Linked DNA regions of Mus musculus: regions 1, 3 and 4 are each linked to region 2. Evidence: chromatin contacts called from public HiChIP or PLAC-seq and promoter capture Hi-C data. All regions are on one chromosome and are shown on one strand. The core of a region is the stretch at or near the end of the contact, and the rest is flanking DNA. Distances in the headings are between cores, read along the strand shown.

Region 1 (3,280 bases), core at 240-2,739, 840 kb before region 2:
AGAAAATTGGAAATAGATCTACCTAAAGACCCAGCTATGCCATTCTTGGGAATATACCTTAAAGATTCCACCATCATGCCACAGGGGCACGTGTTCCACTATGTTCATAGCAGCCTTATTTGTGATAGCCAGAAATTGGAGATGCCCCATGACAGAAGGATGGATACAGAAAATGTATTTCATTTACACAACGGAATACTACTCAGCTATTAAGAATGAGGACATCCTGACCTTTGCAGGCAAATGGATGGAACTAGAAAATATCATCCCGAGGGAGGTAACTCAGACCCCAAAGGACATGCATGGTATGTACTCACTAATAAGTGGATATTAGACAAAAAAAAAGGGGAACCTTTTATTCTTTTAAAAAATATTTATTTAGTTCAGAAGGACAAGCAAGCAAAATTATTGAGAATTACAAGAATTAATTTTTAAGGGGTTGTCCCATGGATCAACAGTTAAGAGTGTTTGCTGCTCTTCACCTGACCTGAGTTTGGTTTCCACAACCGTGTTCAACAGGTCGCAACCACCTGTAACTCCAGCTCTAAGGAATTCTACACCCTCTTCTGGCCTCTGAGGGCTCCTGCAATCCCTTGTGCATATACTCACACATATGTAAATTTAAAATAAAATACATTTTATACAAAAGAATGCTTTTTACAGTGAATAATGGATATCCTAGACCCATTTGCCCTTATATTATGTAGCCTATAATTCTTAATGGGGTATTTATTTATAGTTTCCTATGGTCTCAGTTCTGCTGTACACATTGCATGAGGTCACCTAGGTAACTATGGTATCTGGTGTCCCTGTAACTTACTTAGTGCCATCTTGAGATCTCAGAGCATTATGCTTTGACTTAGAATCCACTCACTGTTTTGACTTAGCTTCTCCTGTGATTCCAGCTGCCCCACTATTCAGACTCTGGGAATTAGCACAGGACTACAGGGGGAAGAGCCTGGGGTCCAGAACAAACCTCACTTTTCTAGTGAGTAAAGGTGTACTCACGTCCATCTCATGTGTTGTCTTAAGATCCGTTAAGAAACTCCACGTTAACAAGCTTTGAAAGTAGGAAGATGTCTCCATTAAAAGTATTAGTATTAAGCAAGAAGAGTAAATGGTGTTTGTTGGCTCTGTGGCACCAGGTACTTCATATGGGTGTTGCTAGGCAACAGTATGTAGTTCTTCCCACATTTAAGGGTAAGGATTCTGAGGGTGGAAGGCTGAACTTCTTGATGGAGTTGGTGGAGTTTGGATGAGTGTCCCTGAAGCACCCCTTTGTAAAGGCAGTACTGGGTGTTGCTAGGAATCTTGGGAGGTCTTTAAGTCACTAGAGGCTTGAAGTGAGCCTGTGGAATGAGGTTTCTCAGTCTTGTAAGAGTCTTGGTTTGAGATGTGGATGTTAGCTCCAAGGGCTGCTTCTGTTATGTGTGTTACTATGGGCCTGCTAGATGCTGCACTTGGTCTCTGACTCATGAGTAGCCGTGTCTGTTGTTTCCACAGAGTATTAGGACTATAATAGGATTAATATGAGGAGGAAGTGCCTGAGCCACGATTCACACCCAGCTCTTTTAATATGAAGCCCCACCTTCTTTCCATTGTACCCAAACTGACTCTCAGTTAATTGTGGTTAATCAGAAGTTTTCTGTGGTGAAATTGTCTTTCTATTCTGCTTTTCTCTCTGAGAATCACCCAGGCAGCATCGCTGAAGCTGTAGGCAAGGGACGATGACTACAGTTTATAATCCATTGGTAATAGCAGTGCAGAATTCTGTTTCTCAAGCTCACTTACAGCGAGGACTCTGGGGCATAGGAACACAGTTCACAGTTCTCTACATCTGATCTGAATCTTTAGACAGGAGAAATGGTGTGAGAGTGAGGTCCATTCCAGAAGGCTAAGACGTACAAATGATCTGAGCTGTTGATTCGGCTGAGGTAATTTGACGAGCGTGAGCTTGCACGTGGGCCTATAATAGGGTTCATCTTCATAAAACCCCAAGCTTTATGGATCTGAAAGCACTAACTCATGTCTTAGGAACACTCTGTATAGATTATTATCATTCCTGGTGTACTGCCTGCCCATCTGCTTATGGGTAGGAATTACAATCAAATGTAATGACTCTGCTCATTTCTAGGCTCAGGGAAGAAATATGAGAGTACCTGAAACCCCTTCCATTTTGTTGAAGCAGCACTTTTTTAAAAAATACTCTCCCAGCATAATAATGAAAAATGCAGTGTGACTTTGTTGGCTCCCTACTGATCAGAGTTGGAAAAATTGATGGGATGTGCCCTTTGTCACGTTGCTCTGTGAACGGTATCAGTGGCCTCAAATGCATGGCAGGACATTAGCAACACTAGAGTGGTTGCTACCTTGTGTCTTGTCCTGGCCTCTGCTTCATTTCAGTTTCCAGACTTAGCAAAATCATGGGGGAGGGGTAGATCTAACAACTCATTAGATCACCTGGTACTGCCTTGTGGTTTTATTGGTTGAAAAGGGGGCAATGGAAGACAAAATAATCAAATTTCCATACAGGGCCTTCTTCTCTGATGGTCAAATGTGGACCTTTCAGTTGCATGTAAAGAATACATTTGTAAAATTCTCTCACCTCATTCTTTTCCCCAAACAGTTTCATGTGACCTCATGATCTACCCAGGTAAAAAGTTTAGGTGGATTCCATTTAGTGTAAGAGTTACACATTTTACTCTCTCTCTCTCTCTCTCTCTCTCTCTCTCTCTCTCTCTCTCTCTCTGTGAGTGTGTGTGTGTGTGTGTCTGTCTCTCTGTCTTTTTTCTTTGTCTCTGTCTCTCAAAAATTGAATGTCCTATTGCAAACAGAGGTTAGAATACCGAGAAAATGAAAATAGCATTGTAATTTAATGCCTATTGGGTCGATCCTGTTTCATGGCAACAGATTATGACCAGAGCTACGGGCCCCTGAAAGAAAGGAATAAATCCATCATGATTCCAAAGCTAAGAATCAATCCCTAATTTTCTTTGCAAAAATTGATTGGCATCTGTGATGTGCTGGCCAGGCACTAGTCTCTGAGACACAGGAATGAGCAAGCAGACACAGGGCTTTCTCTCATGAGATGAGCAAGGTGCATCTCATGAGAGACACTCAGACAGTTGAGCCTGCAATGGTGGTGAGCCCATGACTGCTGACCTCTGGTGAATTCTGGGAGAATAAGGGAGGGATGAAAAAAGCCAGTTTGCATCAGGATTCCTTAAATGAAATCTTTTTTCACAGTTTCAACATTGTCAGAAAAAAAAAATTGTAGAAA
Region 2 (3,611 bases), core at 204-2,703:
AACCTACAAGCATACCTCTTATAGCCCCTGAAAGACTTGAGTTTGAATTCATTTTAAGAAACAGCTAGGTTATTCCAAGGCAGCACAATGCCTGTAAGAACTAAAAGATTCGAAGCAATAGAAAGTCCTGTAAGCCAAGCATTTATGCCTGTTTTTAGGTAGAGCAAAGGCCTTTTAAAACAAGCAGGAATATCTGTAGTCTTCTCCTTTTATTGCCTGCCTCCCTGTCTGAGGAAGTTCTTCCAGGGAGAAAAAGCTGATAAGGGCCAGAACCCAAACCAAACAGCGTCTGGCAGAAGTCCTGGGTGCTTTAGGAAAAGAATCAAGTTATGGTTAATCTAGAAAATGAATGAAAACAAAAAAAGTAACTTGCTTCCTTTAAAGGGGGCAAACTGACCCGTAAAGCCTGCACACTGCTCCCTACACACTGCTGGTCACTACTGTCTCCATCCTAAACAGGAGGGACACTTGCTTGAGGGAGAAAAGGCTTTTCTTGGTTTTGTTTTTTCAAAGACTACTACTAACTTGTAAATCAAGTACTTGGGGCCTTTCCCTGGCAGAGGCAAACAGAGTTCCCCTGCGATGTGTACAGAGTTTCCCTGCGATGTGTTAAAAGTGGCAACTCAACTTCAGTGAAGTGTTTACTTCTCCGATTTTAAATCAGACTCAGATAAACTTCCTTAACATTCACTTTTCAACGAAGGCCACTCCCCAGAACAAGAATGAACATGAAACAGCTCCACAGCTAAGATACTGAAATATCTATCTAAATCATAACTGCTCCTACTTGGCCTGAAAGGACTTTCTCATAAGATTAAAAAAAAAAAGTTTAAGTTAGATGAAATGAAATGAATTCACCCTGGCATATTATTTATTTTTATACGTACTTTGCAATGACTGGCATCAGTTTGCACTGGTAACTGAGAAACTTTACTTTTAAATGAGTTGGAGTCTTTCAGGGTTGAGCCTGATTCGGGTCACCCAAAACTGCTGCTTCTGAAGTTTGAACTCTAAGCGGACTTTGAAACACCCACTACCCCTGACCTTTTAAAGATCAGCTCCAGCTGCTACCACAGCTCAGGCCCCCAAGGGCTTCCCGGAGGCGGCGGCCACTCACCGTACTCCATGAGGCTCTGGCAGCCATCGTCGTAGGAGCCGCTGCCGCCGCCCTCGTCGAAACACCTCCACCAAAGCGACGATGTCTGGATGTGGTTGCTAGACTGCAGCCAGCCGCGGCCGGCCAGCGCGATGATGTCGAAGGCGATGGCGCTGAGCAGCAGCAGGGGCAGGATCCACCTGCAGCGCTCGCAGGCCAGGCCGCAGCGCAGCATGTCGTCGGTGGCGGCGGGCGCGGAGCGGAGGAACGCCGGGCAGGAGCAGCGGCCAAGAGTGGTCCTGCGAGCGCTGACACCGCGACTAAAGGAAGAGGCGGCTCCCCCGAAGACGCGGCCCCCGGGCTGGCGGCGGGGGAGCGGCGCTCCAGCCACACCTTGATTCCGGTGACTCAGAGCGCACCGCCCCGACCTGCTGGGTCACCCGGGCGGCAGAGCTCAGGCTCGCCCCGGGCTCGTCGCCAGGGTGGGCGTGCCTGTGCCTCCAGCCGCCTGCAGTCCCACCAGATTGCCGCCAGCCCAGCGCACACACCTGTGGACACTCCAGCGCCAGCCTGTGCTCTGCCCTAAATTAACACAGTGTAAGGAGCATGGCTAAGGCTACACTTGAGCTCCAAGCACCGTGCCCAGGACATCCCAATAGCCTGTGAAATAAATGATGGGCCCTAAAATGTAAGGACTTGTGGGTTCAAACCTGGGAGCGTCTGTCCCTGGCTTCCACAGGCAGATCCTACACTTCCTGCCCGGATCTACCTTTGGACCTTGGCTCTTGCTGCCATAGACACGCAAATGTTCTGTGCTCTGGTGGTTCAGGCTGGGTGACCAGCAGGTCCCAGTGGCTCACTCTAGGTTGCGGAGGCTGTCTCTTAATCCGGGTAGCTTTGGTGTTGATAACTTCAGTTCCCTTTGCCCCAGTTAGTGTGTTCCCCACACATCTACCCTTTCTATCTACTTTACACAGTTTTTGTTTTTTCAAATATAAGCACGTGTCAGCATGCACAAGCAACTGAAATCCTCCCCAAATCCTGAGCTAGCTTCTGTCCCTAAGAATCTTCACTTGTAGCAGGGAGGGTGGGGCATCAGCCAGGAGTGGCGCTGAGAGAAACAAATTCCCAGTGCCAGGTCAATGGTGGCCAGGGAGAGATCAACCAGAGCATTCACTTTTTACCCCGTGCCCCGAAATCTTCTGACACCTCATGTCAGTTTAAAGATATGGAAAGCACTCAGTGGTATTTCCTTCTTACACAAGACGCTCGCAACAGAAGTAGTTACTAGGACGCATAGACTAAGAACACTGAGAAGATCTGTCTCAGAGTCCAAAGAATATCACTACCCAGCCTTCACTTAGCAGAAACCAGTAAGCATTTCAGTCCTGAAAACCGCAGAGGCACATACACGTTGAGCAAGGTTCATTGCCCACAGGACAAGTGCGGTGCGTATGCCCTAAACGTTAGGACCTAAAGGCTTTCAAACGTAATGAAAATATTTTAGCTAGCTATGTCCTGTGTGGAAAAGTCGTATTTTTACCAATCAAATGAGTTTCCACTGGTGTCTTAATGAATAATTTTGGAATACACACACACACACGCATATATATATATGTTTATATTATGTCCTCATTCTTGTGATACAATTTCCACAGTTTTGTGGAGAGGGACTCCTTAATATCAATCTGGTCAAAGGTAATTTTGACTGTTCAGAATCTCTGAAAGAGACTATAGTAATTAATTGGTTCTGTCGGCTCAAAGGGGAATAAGATATAGTTTATTTCTCAAGGTAAAAATAACAAAAGCTAAACTAATTGATGCCTAAAGCCAAGACACCACGTGACCGGCATAAACCATAACACCAGGCAATTATTACTAGATAATTTCTTACAATCAAACGGCACATACCTAGAGCTGGGCCTGATCCTTGTTTATCAGACTCCATAAACTGATTTATAAGCGCAAAAGGCAATTGGAGGTGAACTTCACAAAATTCCTTGGTCCGTGAGAGAATGAGACCACTTCCTGGTAAGATCTTTTTCAATAGTTTAGATCTTGTTTCTTGTTTGAAATCACTCCTGATCCTACAACCTGACGCACGTGCTATCCAAAATAAGATGTAAAAAGTTTTCTGTATAACAAGATGTCTCCAAAATATAACTTCAGGGATTGTTTAATTTAGTTCCTAAAACAGTTAATCCCACCCTTTGATGAAGAGGTTAGTTTATGAATCTCTAACTTAAAGTTTCAATTGCTCAGCCAATATCAGCAGGGAATGGCAGCTCATGGCTATAATCCTAATACTCCGAGGTTGAGGCAGGAAGATTGTCATCAGTTCAAGTCCAATAACATAGGCTTCATAGTTAATTCTGGGCAAGCCTGGGCTAGAATGTGAGACCAAGCAAATAAATAAACAATTTACTCAAATTGAAAGTAACTGGTCAAAATATTATCCCCATAGATACAATATCATATGGAGGAATCTAGTCTGTGTGGACTAGCGCCTCTTAAG
Region 3 (3,555 bases), core at 751-3,250, 650 kb before region 2:
CTGAGCAAGCCATGAGGAGCAAGCCAGTAAGCCGCACCCCTCCATGCTCTGTATCAGCTCCTGCCCTGAATGAACTCCTGCCCTGTTTGAGTTCCTGTCCTCACTGCTTTTGAGGATGAACTGTTCTGTGAAACTTGGGGCTAGAAAAGCCATTGAGTCACTTCTGTAAGAGCTTGCTGCAAACAGTAAAAAAAAAAAAAAAACCTGGAGGCCTAGCTTGTGCAGTGTCAGCGGGAAGAAAAGACTCTACAGGACATTTTGTGTGAAGGATCTGTAGTTTTGGTTAGCTGGGGATGAAGAACCATCTGTGATGAACAAGATACCAGAACTACTAAAGTAAAATCCTTGCTGGATACTCAATGCTGGTTGGCCAGAGCTGAGAATTTAGCCACGATTACGAAGAAAGCAGCATTGTTGGGGTAAAACTTTCGGGGGAAGTGTTTTCAAGAGATTCAGCACACAGAAGCTGTGTTCCAGACAAGGCCATAAGTTGGACCTTGCGCTGGTAGCTGAACTTGATAGTGCGCCAACAAGGAAACACTGCCTTGAGAGCCTCAGTCTGTTGGCTCAGTCTCAGATCTGATCTCTGGGCCAGAGCTTTTGGTCCGAATCTCAGCTCTGGTACTTGGTATTTGGTATTTGTATGGCATGAGCACGTGATAAACTTCTGTGTCCCGGTTTCCTCATTTGTAAATTTCAATTAAAAATCATAGACAATGCATCATATAAATGCACACGTGATTTTAATGTACTAGCAACAGTGTTTACACTGCAAAGGTTGTCATGGCAGCTGCTTGATCCATGTACATCGCTCAGAACGATGTAGGGTACATGCTGAGCTGCATAAAGTATTATTTTTGCTTTTGAATTTCGTCCGTTTCACATTGGGGGTGGGGACACATGTTTTTGTACTTAGGGGTTTTAACTTGGAAATCAGAAAACGGTTCTGGTTCTAAATAGCTGGAGCTAACCAACAACCTTGCGGGGGGGGGGGGGGGCGCCTCACCCCATCACAACCGCTTGAGGATGCTGCCCCCTGGTGGTCCTTCTCCGGGGCTTCTACCACTCTGTTTCAGTCATGCCAGAATTTTGTTTGTCTTCTCCTTCCTTTAATCTAAAGGTCAACCTATCAGCAGCTGCAGCATTCCCTCACAAGCGTTTCTCAAAACACAGTTTGTAAGTCGCAGATGTACATATGCATTTCCACCGTTTGGGTGGCAGCTAAACGTTATACTTTTGGTAGGAATGTTTAGAAATGGTGAGAAAATTATGTGTCCACTCAGAGCACCTATTATGTAATCTTTTTAATTGATACACTTGAAAATGAGGTAAGTACCTGAGGATTCAAGCAGAGTCCTCTTTAGTACTGATATAAGCATTCATATTTAAAAAAATCATTCTTATGGACTCTAGGATAAATGTCCTATTGCATACCAAAATATAGAGTTTAAAAATATTAACGTCATTACTTTGACAAAATTTCTCAGGATCAAAGAGATAAAAGTTACAATGTTTGCACTTATGCTGCACATGTGTACTCTGTTTGGTCCTGTTTTCACCTGGTCATCTGCAGTGCCCACCCCAGCAACCTCTATCTTATTTCTTCAGGAATTTTCCACAATAACAAACAAACAAACATAAAACAAACAAACAAAAACCATTTGTTTTCAAGAGGAACTATGCAAAACTCTTCCTTTTCGGTTCTTTTGCAAACTTACATGACCCTGGAAGGTAGCTCAAGGGCGGATCACCTCGTCTGGATCACCTCTGTTACACAATTCCTAGCACCAAAAAAGGCAACATCAGAAGATCGGTGAATACTTTTTTTTTTCCTTTTAACACATTTGCTATCGTTTCTGATGGAGAATAAAGAATGAGTCTGAAGTTGTTAGGCGCTCGCTCAGCCGGCTGGAAGCCCGACATTCTCTCTATGCTTCTGCTGCCCGGCATTGTGGACAGAACATTACTCAAACCACAGGCTCCAGACTCCCAGGTAACTGAAGCCAGCAGGAAGCTCTGTTTGATATCAAGTGTGTGCTTTATCGACCTTTTTGTTGTGATGGGAAGAAGGGAACCAGCTTTGCTTTTATCTTGCCCTGTCGTAACATTGCCCAGTAGGTGGAGGCTTTTTTGGTGCACTGTGGCCAAACTCTTTGATAGATGCTGAATTTGTGATCATAAATTTTCTATAATAATAATAATGATAATAATAATAATAATAAATCAATGTTCTTTCCATCACCGTTACTAACATAAAATCTTACACAGCCACGTGTTTTATTAAAGCGGATCTAAAATTCTGCATTCAGGAACCACCACATAGAAAATACAACTTAATTTTCTTTCCTAAGAGACAGAAGCCTGTCCGTCCAGGGACAAAGGCTTACATCTAACAAAGCAATTTTGAACTTTGGAGTCAACCATATAGACTTTGAGCTAAACACAGTCTCGGTGTCTTATTATATTAGAAATACTCCTGCAGAATAAGAAAATAAAGTGTCTTTGTTTCCTCTACAAGTACTTAGTTTTCAATGAGCAAGTTAGAGTTTTTATATTTCATTTAATGAATATGCCCCCCCAATTGTTTTGCTTTTACACATGTGATGAAGCTATATTAAATCTACCCTTTTTTTTTGTAGGATGCCCTTGTGGGTTTAGACCTGAACACAATACAGTCACTGAGCAGAGACCAGGCTTAGTGCAATCACAAGCTCACCCCAGTGTTCCTGTACCATACTCTGTGGCTCCTCGTCTACTTTGGATAGTACTTGTTCCAACTCCTTAAGAGTTCTAGTAATTTACAGAAAGAATTCTCTTCATTAAAAGATGAAATGTGCTCTGTATTTTAGCCCAATATTTAACATTTAGTAGTAGTTTTGTGATTTAAGAGTCATAGATACTTTGGATGTTAATTATTTCTTTTATACCAATCTTTAGAGACATGTGCATTTAAATATCTGATTTCCCATTCTAGAAATATCGCAATCATCTCATAATTATGAATTAATGTTCTAAGCACATTTCTGTCTGTCACTATTGCCAGAATGTTTCAAGCATGTTACTGGGAAATAACCATGCAAGGAAAGAAGACTGGCTTCCTCAGTGGAGTTCTGCTTTAAAGCGCAGCTGACACTTGGGCCTGGAAATTTCTTTGTTGTAGGCAGCTGCTCTGTGTGTACATTCTATGTGCATTCTAGGATGCTTACAGAACCCTTGGCCATGTCACACCAGATGCCAGTGACATGCTACTCCTCACTGTCTGCAGACACTGCCACATGCTCTCTGAGGCAACAACTGTCAACTTCCTAACACAACAGGTTTGTTTGTTTGTTTGGTTGGTTGGTTGGTTGGTTGGTTGGTTTCACCGTAGCCTAGAACTGGCCTAGAACTCTTGTCAATCCTCTTGCCTCAGCTTCCTGAGTGTAGCCTCTATGACCAGCATCCAAGATCAGATTAATATTTCCAGCCAGCAGTCTGCTTTTCTTCCTGTGTTGACAGGCAGAATTCTGACCCCTTTGTTTGTTTCCCATCCCAATTGCAGGATAGTCACAAGCT
Region 4 (3,265 bases), core at 386-2,885, 690 kb before region 2:
CTCATGCGATCATCCAGCACTGATTGTTTCTTTGTGTAAACCCGTAATTTAAAATGTGTGAACTGTGAGTAGAAACACTTTTATTCCTTTATTTTTCTTGTATTGAATATAGGTTCTTACCTCATGCAATAAATGCCGATGACAATTTCCACTCCTGCTGCTCCCAGTTCCTCCCCACTTCAGCTTCCCTCGGATACACTCCCCATTCTGTCTCTTATTACCTTGTTATCTAAAAGATAACAACCACACTTGACAAAATGAAATATAACAAGGTGAAACAAAAAACTATTATATTGAGGCTGGACAAAGCAGCCAGTACAAAAGGAGGGAAAGATTCCAAGAGCAAACACAAGAATCCGAGACCCATTTGTTCTCACACTCAGAAGTCCCATAAAAACCCTAAGCTAATAGCTGTAATATATCCACAGAGAGCCTGGTGTAGAACTATATAGGCTCTTTGTGTACTGCTTCAGTCTCTATGAGTCATATTACTCTTGCTCAGTTGATCCAGAGGGCCTTGTTCTCCTGGTGTCCTCCATCCCCTCATGCCCAGTCTGGCATGACTGTATAAGGGGAGGTGTGACACAGTTCCTCCACCTGGAGCATTGCCAGGCTGTTGATCCTATGACCCCCACATGTGTACATGGTTGCTGTTGCCCCAAACTTGATCTTCTGTCTTTACTACTCTACTTTCAATCTTTCTTTTTGGGGAGTATACTCCCCCCACCCCCATTACTCAGAGCTAATCATGACATAGTAATCAAAACTGATGTGATTTTCAGGAATGAGGAATGGAGGTGGTCATGATGGATGATGGACAGGCCTTCAGGACCATGGGAAATGATCTAGACAATATAATCACAAGTGTCATAAAAGCCTACATGGTCCTTTTAGGAAATGCTTCATTACCAGACTTGGCCTTGAATGATTTCGGAATCATTGGGAAGTACATGTACCCTCTGGTTCAATGACTGCTGCACTGATCAGCCAGAACGAATTCAGAGATATCGAGGACAGAGAGTTAGAGTGATCTCAGGAAGAAAGGGTATGGATAGAAAAAATAGAAATTTATATATATTTTAGGAATATATAGTATTAGAATGAGAGTACGTGAGGTTATAGCATTGCTGCGATAAGAAAATGAAGATTAGAGACTTAAAAGATGATGTAGACGCATATAAAAAGTTAGTGCTCTGTTATTCTAGCTGATTGATGAATTGAAGATATCAATGCCTGGAAAGGTATTAGAGAGAGCTAACTGTTTTAGTGTATTACTTACATAAATTCAAAACTTGGTAAGGTATCATTTTAACTTTAGTAGTCTGTCATTTTTCTATTCTTACATGGAAGAAGTTACTAAAGGCTGCTGTCTGCTGTACCAGAAAACTGGAAGAGCTGTGCCCAGATGTCCATAAAAACAGGCTGTGGAAGGCTAAATGTGCTTTTGTTTTGTGCTTGGTTCTGCTCTAAGGAAACAGGGGGCTGGGATTATTGATCCGGGACTCATAGAGCTTATGTAAATCTATGAGTTCTCGATAATTATTAACAGTGATCAAAGCCTTGATGATGTAGCTTTAGTAAACACAAGACTGGGTTCAGACTTTCTATGTTTATTTACCCTTAAGCTTAAACTGAAATTAAATAACGAATACTGAGAATCATCAGGGACAGGAGAGGACCTGAACTAGCAGTGTGTGTCTATTACTGACTCTGAGTCATTACTGCATCAGCTCTGTTCCCATTCTTTCCTTCCTCAGGACCCTCACACTCAGGCAGGACCTCGGTACCCTCAGTTTCTTACACTCTCCACCTCCCCTTCTGTGGGGTTCTCTGAGCTGTGAGGGAAGGGATTTGACTAAAACTTCCCATTGAGAGCTGGATGTTCAAGGTCTCTCTCTGCCCAATGTCTGGCTGTGGGTCTCTGCATCTGTTCCTATCTGCCCTCAGAGGAAGCCTCTCTGATGCTGACTGGATAAGACTCTGATTTATGAGTTTAGCACAATATCATAAGGAGTAATTTTAATGATAGTTTTTTCTTCTTTTTTTAAAGACCAGTAGTGTTTGGGTATGGGTTCTGTCTCAGGGATCAAGCCTTAAGTCAATCAGACATTGTTTGGCTACTTCCACACGTTCTATGTCACCATTGTCCCAGAATGTTTTTCAGATAGGATAGACTGGAGATCAAAAGTTTTATGGACAGGTTGGTATTTAAGTTTCTCTTTTGATGACCTGCAGAGTATCTTCCCACACCAAAGATTCTTCTCACCAAAGGGAGTAGATGTGAATCCATGTAGAGCCCAGCTCAACTTCTCCATGTTTAATGAGTTGTATGGGTGTGGTTCTCAGCAATGGGGCCTGGATGTTTGAGGAGAGTTTGTCTTAGCAACAGCCTGGGTTGTTTAGGGATCTCCATGGGACCTCTTGGCCAACAACTCAATTGAAAGCAACCCAGTCCTGGTATTAGAAGCTTCAGTTGGTGACAAGAGATGGCCAGTTTGGACTCTGTCTCTTCCATCACTAAGAGACTTAGTTAGTATTAGCTTCAAGTAGAAATGATTTAATTAAAAAAAAAATCCCACTTTAGACAGTTTTACTGCAGTGGCATGCGCCAACTAATAGTGATAATACTCTCGTAAAAGAGTGGGGAAGTAATGACCTTGGTGTTCTTCCTTGGAGGCCCACCAGCTGTAGGAAAGGAACCAGGCCTTCTCACTCCTGGCCTACCCTAAGAGTACTGCAGGTGTGGGACTGCCTACCAGGAATGAGTCTCTACCCTCCTTACTTATTTAACTGCCATTCTTTCTTCAGATCAAAGTCCAAAACATCACTTCCTCAAGCTTCCTGAGCCTCCAAGGCTGGGCAAATGCCTTATTAGGTAAATAGAACACAGCACCTGACCTTTGAACTGTGAATTGCAAGTACACGAATATTTGCTCTAACTGTGTTCTGATTGCAGCCCTTGCTAATAGCCTGGGAATTCCTTGAGGGTGGGGCTCATGCATATCTGTTCCTGTTGAATTTATCTTAGTGTGTCACATACTCTAGAGGTGTTTCATCATCTATCAGCTATTTATTGAGTGATGAGTTAACAAATTAGGCTGAAAAAAGTTAAGCACCCACTCATGCTTTGTAACAGGTACCATGACAAGCTTTGATAACCTAAGTGTGTGGTGGCGGGGCAATCATGCCTTATGTAGTTTACAACAACAACAACAACAACAACATCAACAACAACAACAACAACTGTAGCACAGAGCCGGGGTTT

Evidence for each region. Promoter capture Hi-C pulls out the DNA fragments that hold promoters and counts their contacts. HiChIP or PLAC-seq counts read pairs in DNA pulled down with a chosen protein or histone mark.
Region 1: a contact with region 2 is called in an H3K4me3 HiChIP or PLAC-seq map of bone marrow-derived macrophages, with 8 times the contacts expected there. The contact joins the enhancer-like site here to the promoter of Perp in region 2. A contact is called at or near these places in 6 of 39 promoter capture datasets (the 3T3-L1 cell line, hippocampal neurons, liver and 2 more), 1 of 15 datasets of contacts at CTCF or cohesin (large pre-B cells), 7 of 484 Hi-C or Micro-C datasets (cerebellum, embryonic fibroblasts, large pre-B cells and 4 more) and 4 of 115 datasets of contacts at active chromatin or transcription factors (bone marrow-derived dendritic cells, bone marrow-derived macrophages, forebrain and 1 more).
Region 3: a contact with region 2 is called in a promoter capture Hi-C map of liver, with 2.7 times the contacts expected there. The contact joins the enhancer-like site here to the promoter of Perp in region 2. A contact is called at or near these places in 4 of 39 promoter capture datasets (the C10 cell line, hippocampal neurons, liver and 1 more) and 2 of 115 datasets of contacts at active chromatin or transcription factors (microglia and pancreatic cancer cells).
Region 4: a FOXA1 HiChIP or PLAC-seq map of pancreatic cancer cells shows a contact between it and region 2. The contact joins the enhancer-like site here to the promoter of Perp in region 2. A contact is called at or near these places in 5 of 39 promoter capture datasets (the 3T3-L1 cell line, embryonic stem cells, hippocampal neurons and 2 more), 4 of 484 Hi-C or Micro-C datasets (cerebral cortex, group 2 innate lymphoid cells, liver and 1 more) and 2 of 115 datasets of contacts at active chromatin or transcription factors (microglia and pancreatic cancer cells).

What each region holds. Positions count from the first base shown.
Region 1 is chr10:19,686,115-19,689,394 of GRCm38.p6, reverse strand. The region is part of intron 1 of Gm33332 (a long non-coding RNA gene); the gene reads left to right. Among named protein-coding and RNA genes, the nearest start is that of Il20ra, 25 kb to the left of the region's middle. Within about 2 kb of position 1,489, at least 19 of the 459 cell types and tissues checked have an H3K27ac peak or open chromatin away from gene starts, as enhancers often do. A contact at or near this core is called in bone marrow-derived macrophages and regulatory T cells, where this site is marked.
Region 2 is chr10:18,842,913-18,846,523 of GRCm38.p6, reverse strand. Perp (PERP, TP53 apoptosis effector) reads right to left here and starts at 1,453. Exons shown (of 3, transcript NM_022032.4): 1 at 1,118-1,453. The coding sequence starts at 1,331.
Region 3 is chr10:19,489,181-19,492,735 of GRCm38.p6, reverse strand. It overlaps Gm33104 (predicted gene, 33104), which reads right to left. Exons shown (of 4, transcript NR_152784.1): 2 at 1,719-1,781. Among named protein-coding and RNA genes, the nearest start is that of Gm33104, 4.2 kb to the right of the region's middle. Within about 2 kb of position 2,000, at least 26 of the 459 cell types and tissues checked have an H3K27ac peak or open chromatin away from gene starts, as enhancers often do. A contact at or near this core is called in liver, where this site is marked.
Region 4 is chr10:19,531,266-19,534,530 of GRCm38.p6, reverse strand. No RefSeq gene overlaps it. Among named protein-coding and RNA genes, the nearest start is that of Gm33104, 46 kb to the right of the region's middle. Within about 2 kb of position 1,635, at least 28 of the 459 cell types and tissues checked have an H3K27ac peak or open chromatin away from gene starts, as enhancers often do. A contact at or near this core is called in liver and pancreatic cancer cells, where this site is marked.